Linked DNA regions of Danio rerio: region 1 is linked to region 2. A link is a contact called in public Micro-C data. All regions are on one chromosome and are shown on one strand. The core of a region is the stretch at or near the end of the contact, and the rest is flanking DNA. Distances in the headings are between cores, read along the strand shown. Region 1 holds the start of LOC101883815 (P2R1A-PPP2R2A-interacting phosphatase regulator 1). Region 2 holds the start of vamp2 (vesicle-associated membrane protein 2).

The links. A called contact is a pair of places that touch in the nucleus more often than the background predicts.
Region 1: a Micro-C map of caudal fin shows a contact between it and region 2, with 4 times the contacts expected there. The contact joins the promoter of LOC101883815 here to the promoter of vamp2 in region 2. A contact is called at or near these places in 2 of 18 Hi-C or Micro-C datasets (caudal fin and hematopoietic stem cells) and 2 of 4 datasets of contacts at active chromatin or transcription factors (caudal fin and gastrula embryo).

Annotation. Positions count from the first base shown.
Region 1 is chr10:27,871,618-27,877,557 of GRCz12tu, reverse strand. It overlaps LOC101883815 (P2R1A-PPP2R2A-interacting phosphatase regulator 1), which reads left to right and starts at 2,288. Exons shown (of 9, transcript XM_009305276.4): 1 at 2,288-3,191; 2 at 5,089-5,173; 3 at 5,249-5,305; 4 at 5,853-5,899. The coding sequence starts at 3,109. LOC103911744 (a long non-coding RNA gene) reads right to left here and starts at 3,082. Exons shown (of 3, transcript XR_662774.4): 1 at 1,366-3,082.
Region 2 is chr10:27,738,631-27,743,839 of GRCz12tu, reverse strand. vamp2 (vesicle-associated membrane protein 2) reads left to right here and starts at 1,282. Exons shown (of 5, transcript NM_200005.1): 1 at 1,282-1,508; 2 at 4,787-4,889; 3 at 4,988-5,146. The coding sequence starts at 1,507. trnal-aag (transfer RNA leucine (anticodon AAG)) reads left to right here and starts at 592; the gene lies at 592-673.

The DNA of each region.
Region 1 (5,940 bases), core at 1,039-3,538, 130 kb before region 2:
CTAACATACTTAATCACGCCCCTTCAACCAGAAGTCAGGTACAGTTAAAAGGCCAAAATAATATACAATAAAAACAGTTACTAATTTTAAAAAAGTTATTTTCCATCCTGTGTCAAATAAAACGATTCAAGAAATTCAAAACTGTCACTGAGCCACGAATTTAAAATTGAACAAGGATCCTTTTTGTTTTTAATGTATAGATCTCAAATGGACACTGTGTGCTTATGCTCATTGTGTTTATGCTTTTATGCTTAAATGGGGTATCCGCACATGGACTGTCTTTCCATTACAAAATTGTCACGTTTAAGATCTGATTTCTTTAAAAATCAGCGATCTTCAATGCCTGTTAGATGTACAATATGAAGTGGGTCTTAGATCGGACAAGAATCTACTGCATTTCGTTGCATTGTACTTGTACATGTGTAATGACAATAAAGTTGAATCTAATCTAAAAATCTAAAAAAAAAAAAAGAAGCACTACATTAAATTCTATTCCACCCGCCATGTCTTTAATATATGACCGTTTATTTCATGGCCTGTTGCTACTGCCGGCGCTAGTGGTTACAACTGTCTTTCATCTTGTTTTATGCTTGAATAACTAAATTAATGCTTAAGTCTATTTAACTGAATGTATTTTAATTACACTACAACATTGATGCTGTAAAAACAACCTTGTGAAATTAAAAATAGTCACAATAAGCTTTCACCGGAGGTTTATTGTTGACTTTAAAACTAGCTGTGCATAGAGCCCATTGATCATTCCAAAGCATTCATCAACTCATAAGAAAACCCTGATAGTTGTGTTTATGGATGATGTTCACGTTGACCGAATAAATGTCATAACTTTAATTTATTTTGTTTCAAATTGGTTCACTTTGTGATACAGTGATAGGAATGCATACACATGCAGTTATAGAGTATTGTTGTGATTAGCTTAAATATGTGACGTATATGCATATATATTTGTTGTATGAACGTTATGATGAGATTAACAAGAAATAACTTTGCTTTGTTAATTATGTTTACCTTAAATACAGTTTTGATAGTAGCACACACTTTCAGATTGTAAACAATGCTTTGGGAGTGTGCTCCTGTATGTTCGGACTATGTTATATGATATAATTATTATCTAATTCCCTTTGACGGAATTCACTAAATATAAAAATTATAAAATAAAACTTTATTTGTTAATTCATTAGGATGATGACTCTACATTCGTTAAAACCATTGTTAACATTAAATTGTGTATTATGACAAACACGAATAACCAATACACAACAAAACATTTATACTTTAACCCAAATTAATAATATATAAATATATAAGTTCACAAAAATGAATGAATTTTCTTGTTTTGTTACTCACCCTCATGTCATCCAAGACTTTTTCTTCAGTAGAACACTGTTGCAAATAAAGCTTGTTTTCTTGTGCAGACCAGTCATTTTACATTAGGTATTAAAGTTATTTTGCTTGAATGTTTTTTCAACTCTCGATGTGCCTGCAGTTCATGCCTTGCATGTTGTAGATGACCAAAGACCACAGTTTAAGCTAAATATATTCTTTAATGTTTTTCCGAAGAAAAAAAAAGGTCACCTACATCTTCTTGGGCTGAGAATAAGTAAATTAACAGCTTTTTGGTGTGAATTATGAACTAACTAACTAAGGCTAATGGATGAAACCATATTATAATCTTTTAAATTCATATTTTTAATATTATATTTGAGCATATAAATTAGATTAGTCAGTTCTAAAGCCAAACCTGGAGCTTATCTAACAAAATAACTAACGATAAATGTGCAAAAACTAGTACACCCAAATGTAAATGTTATAGGAAAATATTAAATTAGAGGAAAAATTAAGAGAAGCAAAAAATGTTTTTTAAATTTTGTTTAAATTTTGTAGGTTTTCTTTTTTGCAATATTTTGCAAGAATTTAATTGTATTATCTTTCCATTTATAAATATAAGCGTATATATAACTTATTAATATTAATAAGCTTAGTATAGCTTATACACATTTTCTAAACAGGAATTCTGTTTAGAAAAAATTGGTGTTTTTGGCTTAGTATGACTGTTTTGCAATCCTAATAAAATTAATTTTAAATATTAGATTTTTTTCTTTCACTATTTGTATTTATTTTCCTTTCACTTAAATTAACCCGAGAATGAAACTCTAGCTATCTTCCCATAAAACCACAATAGCTGGCAGAAGAGCATGCAGTAAACAGCCACATATTCACTTCTCTTGAGAACAGTGCTTTATCTCTTTGTGTACTTCTCCGGTCTGCCAGAGCGAGGCGCTGTTGGACAAGTAGATGCACATTCTCTGTTTGGTTGCGGGAAATATGTTTTATTTTCTAAATTAAGAAATGACCGGAAAACTTTTAATGTATCCCGTGTTTGAGACTGTACCAGGAGACACTATCAGATGAGGATGCATTTACCGACGAAGCCGGCGATCACCTACTTGATCGGGATTGTGTTATGCCATTTTTCCGACTGCTTTACAAACTAGCAGGTAAACTTGAAAAAAATAAGCCGTGGCAGAAAGCTTCACCTTTACCGCGACATTTGACCGAAAAGCCCTGACACTGTATTCTCTGACCACTTTGGTCGTTGTTAATTCGCTGTTTGGGATTTTTGGTGTTTTATTTGCTCCGTTTGGATAAGTTGGATTGGATTAACGTTAAAAAGCCAAAGGACCTTGTCGAGTAAGTGGCTGTTCATTGGAAACAGTGCTGAATATTCACCATTTGTGTTCTGAATACGAAAAAAACTCTCTAATGCACATATATAACGGTGTTTACTTGACGAAATCAACCTGAGGAGTTTATACTAAGTTTGTGCGCGAACCCATAAAGCGGCTGAAGCGCTGAATCTCACAGCTGTTCATTTAAACAACTGTATCAAGCCGACAGGATATTACCTAAAGATTTAGCAAAATGCGATAGACGCGAGAAAGCAGTCCTCTCGGTTAAATTGGATCGGGTATTTTGGCGTGAGGCCTGCTGGTCGGGCTTTTGCCAGGTGATATTTGGAGCTCAGGCCGCGTCAGGGCGCGTGGAGCCCGGCCGAGAGTGACGCGCAGTCTCGGTGTCAGAGGACGAGATATGGAGAGGATGGAGGTGGACCAGTGCGCAGGCGCAGGAGCCCTCCGAAGGTCGAACAGCGCCCCTATGATCACGAACGTCAGGTGAGAGAACTGCACTCATGCTTTGGAGCCGAATATTTAATATTGTGTGAAATAATTGTACACTGTAAAACCCAAAAAGTTAAAGTAACTCAAACTATTTGAGGAAACCAATAACAAAAAAAAAAACATTTAAGTTCAAAAACGAATCCTAATGAGTACTGTAAACTTAATCAATTTTAGTAAATGAAGCAATTTGAGCACAGTAAAACCCAGTAAATTAACTCAAACCAACTGTGTACTGTAAAACCTGGTGTTAAGGCAACTCAAACCGTTTCAGGAAACCGATTGCTAAAAAACATTTGGGTTAAAAACTAATCTATACAAGTACTATGAATGTATATGAGTACTGTGAACTTACTCCATTTAAGTTAAAGTAATGAGGTATTTAATGAGCTTTAATGAACTTTACTTTTAGTAAATTTTGAGTTAACTACACTCATTTGATAAAGTTGACTGTTGGGTTTTACAGAGTAATAATAAGTGGGACCTCATTTTCGCCGAATTGCAATTGTATAATTAAAAGTAGGCATGGCCCGGTATAAGTTTCTGATGGTATGATAACCTTATTTTATTTTTAAATGTCTGGGTAAAAAAAATTTTTCCCATGAAACAACATATTTTAGGAAACATTTCAAATATTTTAAATTAGTAAACATGTCAGACTAAATAACTAAAGTAAATAAAGGACAACGCATAAAAACAAAAACACAAAAAATAAATAACACATGATAAAAAGCTTACATATACCGTAGGAATGGTAGAACAGAAAGTTTTAGCGGCTCTAAAATCTTGACTTTTCCAAACCGCTGTAAACCTTGAATCCGGTTATTGTCCTATGTCTAATTCAAAGTGAGTTTAGAATAGTGAGAAGTAAAGGCCCACACGGAATCCGCGCGCGCAGAATTCCGCAGATTTTTTGCCCATCATTAATTCTGTTTATTTACTTGAGTAAATTTGTGTAAATCTATATTTATTCAGTTTTTAAATAATTTGACAAATGTGAAAATGTTCATCTGATTTATGTACTGTGCAGTTTGTACAGTAATATTTTTCTTTTAGTAGATATATTATTTGAGAGACTTGCTTTGTGTAACCAAATAAAGTGAATCTAGTTGGATTTGCATTTTAAACATTAAATAAAAGTGAAAAGTATATTATTTTTTATTTTACATATTAAGGTTTTAGTTTTGATACTCCCAAAATAATTCCACAGAAATCTGCAAATTTTTACCAAAATTCTCCGCAGAAAAAACAAAAAACTTTTTACAACAGATTCCTTCTGACCCTAGCTATGAGTAAACTCGATTGTTAAATCGTGATGTATGGAATACTGTTTCTGGGTCCAAGCCAGAACATATTCGTTTATGACCATTTTTTGTCGTATCAGGGTGAGACAATCATAGTGTGCACATCAGTCTCTGGGCTTGCTGCATCACAAATACCAAAATTTTAACAATTTATAAAAAAAATTCATTACTTTCAGCCTTTGGATATTAGGCATGGATTTATATATTTGCGATTGTAATTTTCGAAAGTATTACAGCGCTTTGAAAAATTTATTATTACGAATTGACCAAAAAAGTCAGAAATGCAAGATGCTAACCTAAAGATTTATGAGCCAAAGAAGGTGAAATGACAATACAATTCAAACTCCCTCTCTTAAAGGTTTATGAAAGAAAGTCAGCATTATGAGAAATAAATTCACAACTCTGAGGAAATATATTCATAGTCAGAGTTGTGAGCTCATGGGCTTTACATTATTCAATTTATTTTCTTTATTCCATGGCAAAAACAAACTTCTATGGTAAATTACACCACAAAATATTGTAGATAATAAATAATTTGATTCTCTCTTTCTCTCTCTCTTGTTTTTTTTTTTTTTTTTTTTTCAAAACAGTGATGGAACAACAGTATTCAGCTCCACTAGTTCAGCTCGGTATCGCCGGAGCAGCGTGTCCGTAAACCCCAGCTGTCCATCCCGGGTGAGTGTTCAAACAGTCTTTCATAGTCAGTTTCAGACATTTAGACCTCAATTACATATTATCTTTGTGTTGCAGACCCTCCCTCTGTCCCCATTCTCTCTGTCATGTGAGAGACCCGAACACAAGAGACAGGTGAGAAATAAAGGAGCGATAATTCTAAATAGAGAGATAACAGAATTAAAATAAATAACAATTAAACTGTCACCTTTTTCCTCTCTCTCAAGAGTTTATATTTCACAATTCTGGCGAGAAAAAAGCCAGAATTCAGAGCAAAACCCTGAATGTACATAAACTCCTTTTTTATTTGCAAATATTGATCACATTTACAAGCTCTCACAGTTCTGACTTTATTTCTCACAATTTCCAAGTTTATTTTGTAATTATGAGGAAAAAGTGGAAATTGCAAGATTTAAATTCTGAATTAAAAAAAAGTTGTAAAAAGTCAGAACTGTAGTATAATAATACTTTTTTTTTTAATTTATTTATGTTTTGTGGGTAGAAACATACTTCTACCTGGAGCACTTGTTAAAAATAAAAATGAATAAAACTTCTTTCAGTCAATATTAGTGATGATATTGTCTACAAATTAATTTGACACATTGAATCATAAACATTTGAATCTAAATATAAAAAAAAAAAGGCAAAATATAAAGTCAGGCAAGCAATGCTTTTCTTCCAGATTGAGAATATGGAGCTGACTTTAAGAGGGAGTTTGCAGAGATTAAGGTATGCACACGTACAAGTTTTGTTATCAAGATACATATTTT
Region 2 (5,209 bases), core at 33-2,532:
ATATATATATATATATATATATATATACATACACACAATTTTTTAGAAAATGTTCAGTATATATATATATATACTGAACATTTTCAATCAAAGTTCTGTAAATTCTTAAAAAGTAAATATATATTATAAATCTTTTAATAAATAATTTTATCAACATTTTTTTGTAAAAACTGATATTTATATTGAGTATGTAATTTCGATAATACTTGATGTTTTACACTAACGTTATTTGTAAAATGTTACACCGAGCTTATATATTAGGTGACGTGTACAGATATATATATATATATATATTAGTGTTATAGTGTTATTACACGTTGCATTCATTTGTTTTATAAGTTTTTTCTTGTTGACAGAATGTTGAAAATTATGACAAATACCACATGGACTTAGCGCCATCTATTGGTTGAAGCTTGGAATTCGAACGCGATTAGATGTGCCTGTTTGATTTAATTTTATATTAAATTGTAATCGGTGTCAGTATGTTTCTCTGTTTAATTATATATATATAGTAATCGATTGACTCGTACATCAAAAGTTTTCGGGTGGCTTTGATCAATTTTAATCCATGATACAAACTCCTCTGTCAAGGGTAGCGTGGCCGAGCGGTCTAAGGCGCTGGATTAAGGCTCCAGTCTCTTCGGGGGCGTGGGTTCGAATCCCACCGCTGCCAATCTCTTTTCATTTTCAACTTGTTTTGTGCGGTTTCTAATGTCATACATACCACACTGAAGGTAGTAATAGAAGCTGAAATCAGTAGAATCGCTCTATTTGCGAACATTAATTGTAGAGGGTAATGTGAATAATCTAACCTATAACTTATAATGTATGACACAGGGTTCCGCATGTGCTTTAAAACATAACGTTATTATAGTAGTTTAATGTCGCGCCAGATATTTTAATAACCACATATCCATTGTTTCCATCTTCAATTTAAGGTACAAGTAAGCATACGCAGCCTAGCCCACTCATCCAGACCGCCATTTTGTTTGTCTCATCAGTTCTTTGAATTCTAAGTAAATTAACCACGATGCATGTTGTGTGAATACATCCCATGGAAATAAACCCACGTCCTCTTACATATACAGCTGAAAGCGTTCCTCCGGGATAGCCTAAACACGCTCTGTCCCGTCTAAAGAAACTGTCAACAAGCAAGCATCCTCCATCTCCTGTCTCTCACGGTCACCGCTTCCAACCTGCAGCTTCCCGGATGACGAGTGACGTCAACGAGCCATCTTTGTTCCCTTAATCCGAGCATCTATTTTTTATGTGTACATAGTGACAGAAGCTAGTAGCTGTAGAGCGCCCTAATATTAAGGGAATATAAACGAGAGGCGCGGCACACCGGCGGAAAAGATTAAAAACAAATCTTAAAAAACACAAGGACTACCGCTTCACTGGAATAACCTGGAGAGCGCATTATTTATCCCGGAGACGGGGAGAAACGCCTGAAGCAGAGCGTTCATCCACACGCTTCTTGTAGACGCACATAAAACCCGGTTCAAAATGTGAGTACGGTTTTTAATTTCTATATCTAGTTGTGAATGACATTTTAGCAAGACTTATTTGCTCGATTATCAACACAATAAATATTGTTTGGTGACAGAACATATAAATATATACACATATAAACATATATAGGCACAAAATACGCATATAACATATTATAAAATGTTTATATTTCATTTTACACTCGCAATATTGTACATCTTAGCGTTTTTCACTAGACGCGCTGAATTCTAGACGAGTTGTATAATCTATAAATAGGCTCCTAATGCCTTGTGTTTTTCTATTTCATGCCCCTACTGACATAAAATCTGTCTCTATATAGTTAATTGTTGTCTCGGAGGTAGTTTATTTGTAACACCGAGGTTTTTGCGGTTTATTATGGCGTTTGGAATAAGCGAGTGTTAGAATCACGCCTAGACACCGGATTGGACTGGTTTGGCTGGAAATGGTCGCGCGCTTTTAAAATGGAAATAATTTATGAATTGACATTATTATTTGCGCATTAATATACCTTCTTGCCAATAATGCCGTCTTGACGATCATTTCTAAGTCAATTATAAAACCCAAGGGAATTTATCACAAATAGCCCAAGGCCCGTTCTCACCTATCTTTATGTCAGCTACAGATGACATTAAGGTGAAAATAATGAAAATATAGGCTACCCAATGCAAGCTACTTCATAAAACATCACTATACACACGATAAACTAGGGGCGTGATATCCACGCGAGTCGTGGGGGTTGGTGAGAGGACGGCCGTAGGCTATGCTTGCTTTATTTCGGCAAAACATGCTTTACCCTATTTTCTAATTATATTCTTCTTTAAACCGTTCAACATGTTTCAATACAACCAGAGCCTGATACTCATTTATTTTAGACTAGAATGAAGCCCAAATGGCTGTCACAAAGGGCGCAGGTGTTCCTTGGAAGATGGCCGTGTATACTAGTATTTTCCAGGCACGCTCGTTTACTGATTTAAATAATCAAGGCTGTAAATGGCACACACTTTCAATAATATGTCCATGTCATTTTTCCTACTGTAATCTTTTATTTGGGTATTACTGGGCCTTTAGCATAGAATTTTGATTTCATGATATATGCTGTTTATATGTTATACTGTTTGTCTATGTAATGTTCAAATAGGTGCATATTGTTTAGTGAAGTCTGAACAGCTGGCCCAGCTATTTGACAGAATGTATGTTGATCGTGACGCAACAATGACAGAGACACACGCACACTCTTGATGAAGGCCTTGTGTGGGGGTGGGGATGTTGTCCCCATCATTCATATGACCCTGCCTTTACCAGTCGACTGTAATGAAGAGCCTAGAAACAGGATATTTATTAACCCCATATTAGTGTAAAACTAAATGTGCATTCTCACTTGAATAATAAAAAATTGTCAGTGAGCATCAGAAAAAAATGGCTTTGCATAATCATGCCGTTGAGGCACATTAGAAATGTCAGAAATTCACCAATCTCAGTGATGACATGTAACACATTTCGTTTTAAATGGGAAATTTAGCATATTTCACAGCCACACTGATCATAATGAAAGTACAAGAGATTTTGGCTACATCCACACTGACTACTGCTAATTTATCATCAAACTGCAGGCTGTTTGTAAAGATTGTGTTTGAGCTCATAGATAGACAGACAGACCTATTGACAGATACATTATATAAATGAATAAAAAATTGTGACCAAGTGAACCATTAAACTCATACACATCATACAGAGTACTGTTAAATCTTTTCTTGTCAGTAAAGGTTACAGGAGCCAAGAATTATGTCTAAATATAGATTACTGTAAAGGAGCGGAAGCAAAATGAGAAGCAGAAATATGGCTTTTAAACAAGAATAAATATGTGGTCAGTTTGACTCCTCACTGACTCACTCCTTTTATATGTGTAGAAAAAGAGAAAGTTATTTCATAAGAAAAAGTATTTTCTTGTCTGTAAGGAAAGCAAACGGATTAGATCCAGGGATCTTTCAGAGGTGACCTTTATACAGAGTTTTGTCTTCCTCTGGTGGCTGAGATTGGCATTAGCAAGAAGACTTTTCAGAAATCCCCATTTACTTACACTCATCATATGTAAGCTTGTTTTCTCGATGGAAAAACAAATCTTTTACGTTTCTGAATTTGTACAGGTCAGAATTGACAGATATTATTATTGCAAACTCATAATAGCAAGTCGATTTCTTGCTATTCTAATTTTCTGAACTTACTTTTATCACAGTTGTGACTTTCGGGCTTGTTGCAGTTTTCGATTGCTTCTATAACTATTAAATAAAGTACACTCTCAGAAATAAAGGTACGAAAGCTGTCGCTGGGTGGTTCCTTTTTAAAAGCTACACATTTGTACCCAAAGAGTCCCTATTAATACCTTGAGGGTACATATCAGTGCTTTAAAAGTACAAATGTGTAAAATGTTTAGGTTCAAATGTAAGCTTTTGAGGTACCATTGTGGACCCTTTACAAACAAATGTGTATCTTTTGAAAAGGTACCACCTTAGTGACAACTCTTGTAGCTTTATTTCTAAGAGTAAATGAATTCTAAAATGAACATTTAATAAAGAATTACAACTTATAAACTCATAACTGCCTAAAAAATCTAAATCAAACTGTAATGTTAACTTCTCCATGGGACCTTTTGGTGTTCTTAACCCTTTAATGTGCAAGCTATATGCAATCTTTCTTAATGCACAAAATGTGTCCAAAACAACCAATATTCATTCTGTTATTTCAATAATAGCTGAGCGCTTCTTTGCTGAATCTGAATCACAAATATATGTATTTATTTTATTTTTTGTTCACACAAATCACATATATTTTTTCTTTATGAATTTCTTACTTTATTATCAATTTTCCACATATAGGTAAAAAAAAACTCCAATAGAATTCTTTGATATTTGGTCATTTTGCATGTAATGTATAATTCAAAAGGTATGCAAGGAAAAATTAAGTATTGACAATGGAATAATGAGTAATGAAAATAATTTCTTGCAAAGATGGAGCATGAAAACTCAACTGGGTGACTTCAGACCTATTTTGTGCATCAAATAGTTAAAAGAACACTTTATATGGACAATCTTCATAGATGTAAAAGGTCCTTCACAGAGCCAATAAAAATCCTTTATTTTTATGAATGTACAGTACATTTAACAAAATGTATTTTTTGGGGGGGCATCATTAATAAAAATAAAAGTGATTTTCATGTAATTCTGCTGTTACAAATCCCACCAGTAGTAATGTTGAATGACTGTGTGTTGGTTTGCAGGTCTGCCCCAGCCGGAGCCCCTGCCCCAGAAGGAGGAAACCAAGCTCCTCCAAACCTCACCAGCAATCGTCGCTTACAGCAGACACAGGCTCAGGTGGATGAGGTGAGTGAACCCCATCTCTGTGTCTTCCTTCAATGTTAAGTGCATCTTCAAAACTGACGTGTGACAGTTTACCAATTGTCACCTTCACTGTTTCTCAGGTCGTGGATATTATGCGTGTAAACGTAGACAAGGTTCTGGAAAGGGACCAGAAGCTATCAGAACTGGATGATCGGGCTGATGCCCTGCAGGCTGGAGCCTCACAGTTCGAGACCAGCGCCGCCAAGCTCAAGAATAAATACTGGTGGAAGAATGCCAAGGTAAACAACACACTGAGTGCCTAGAGTAAGGCTGAAAATTTTATGACAACAAATCTAAATAAA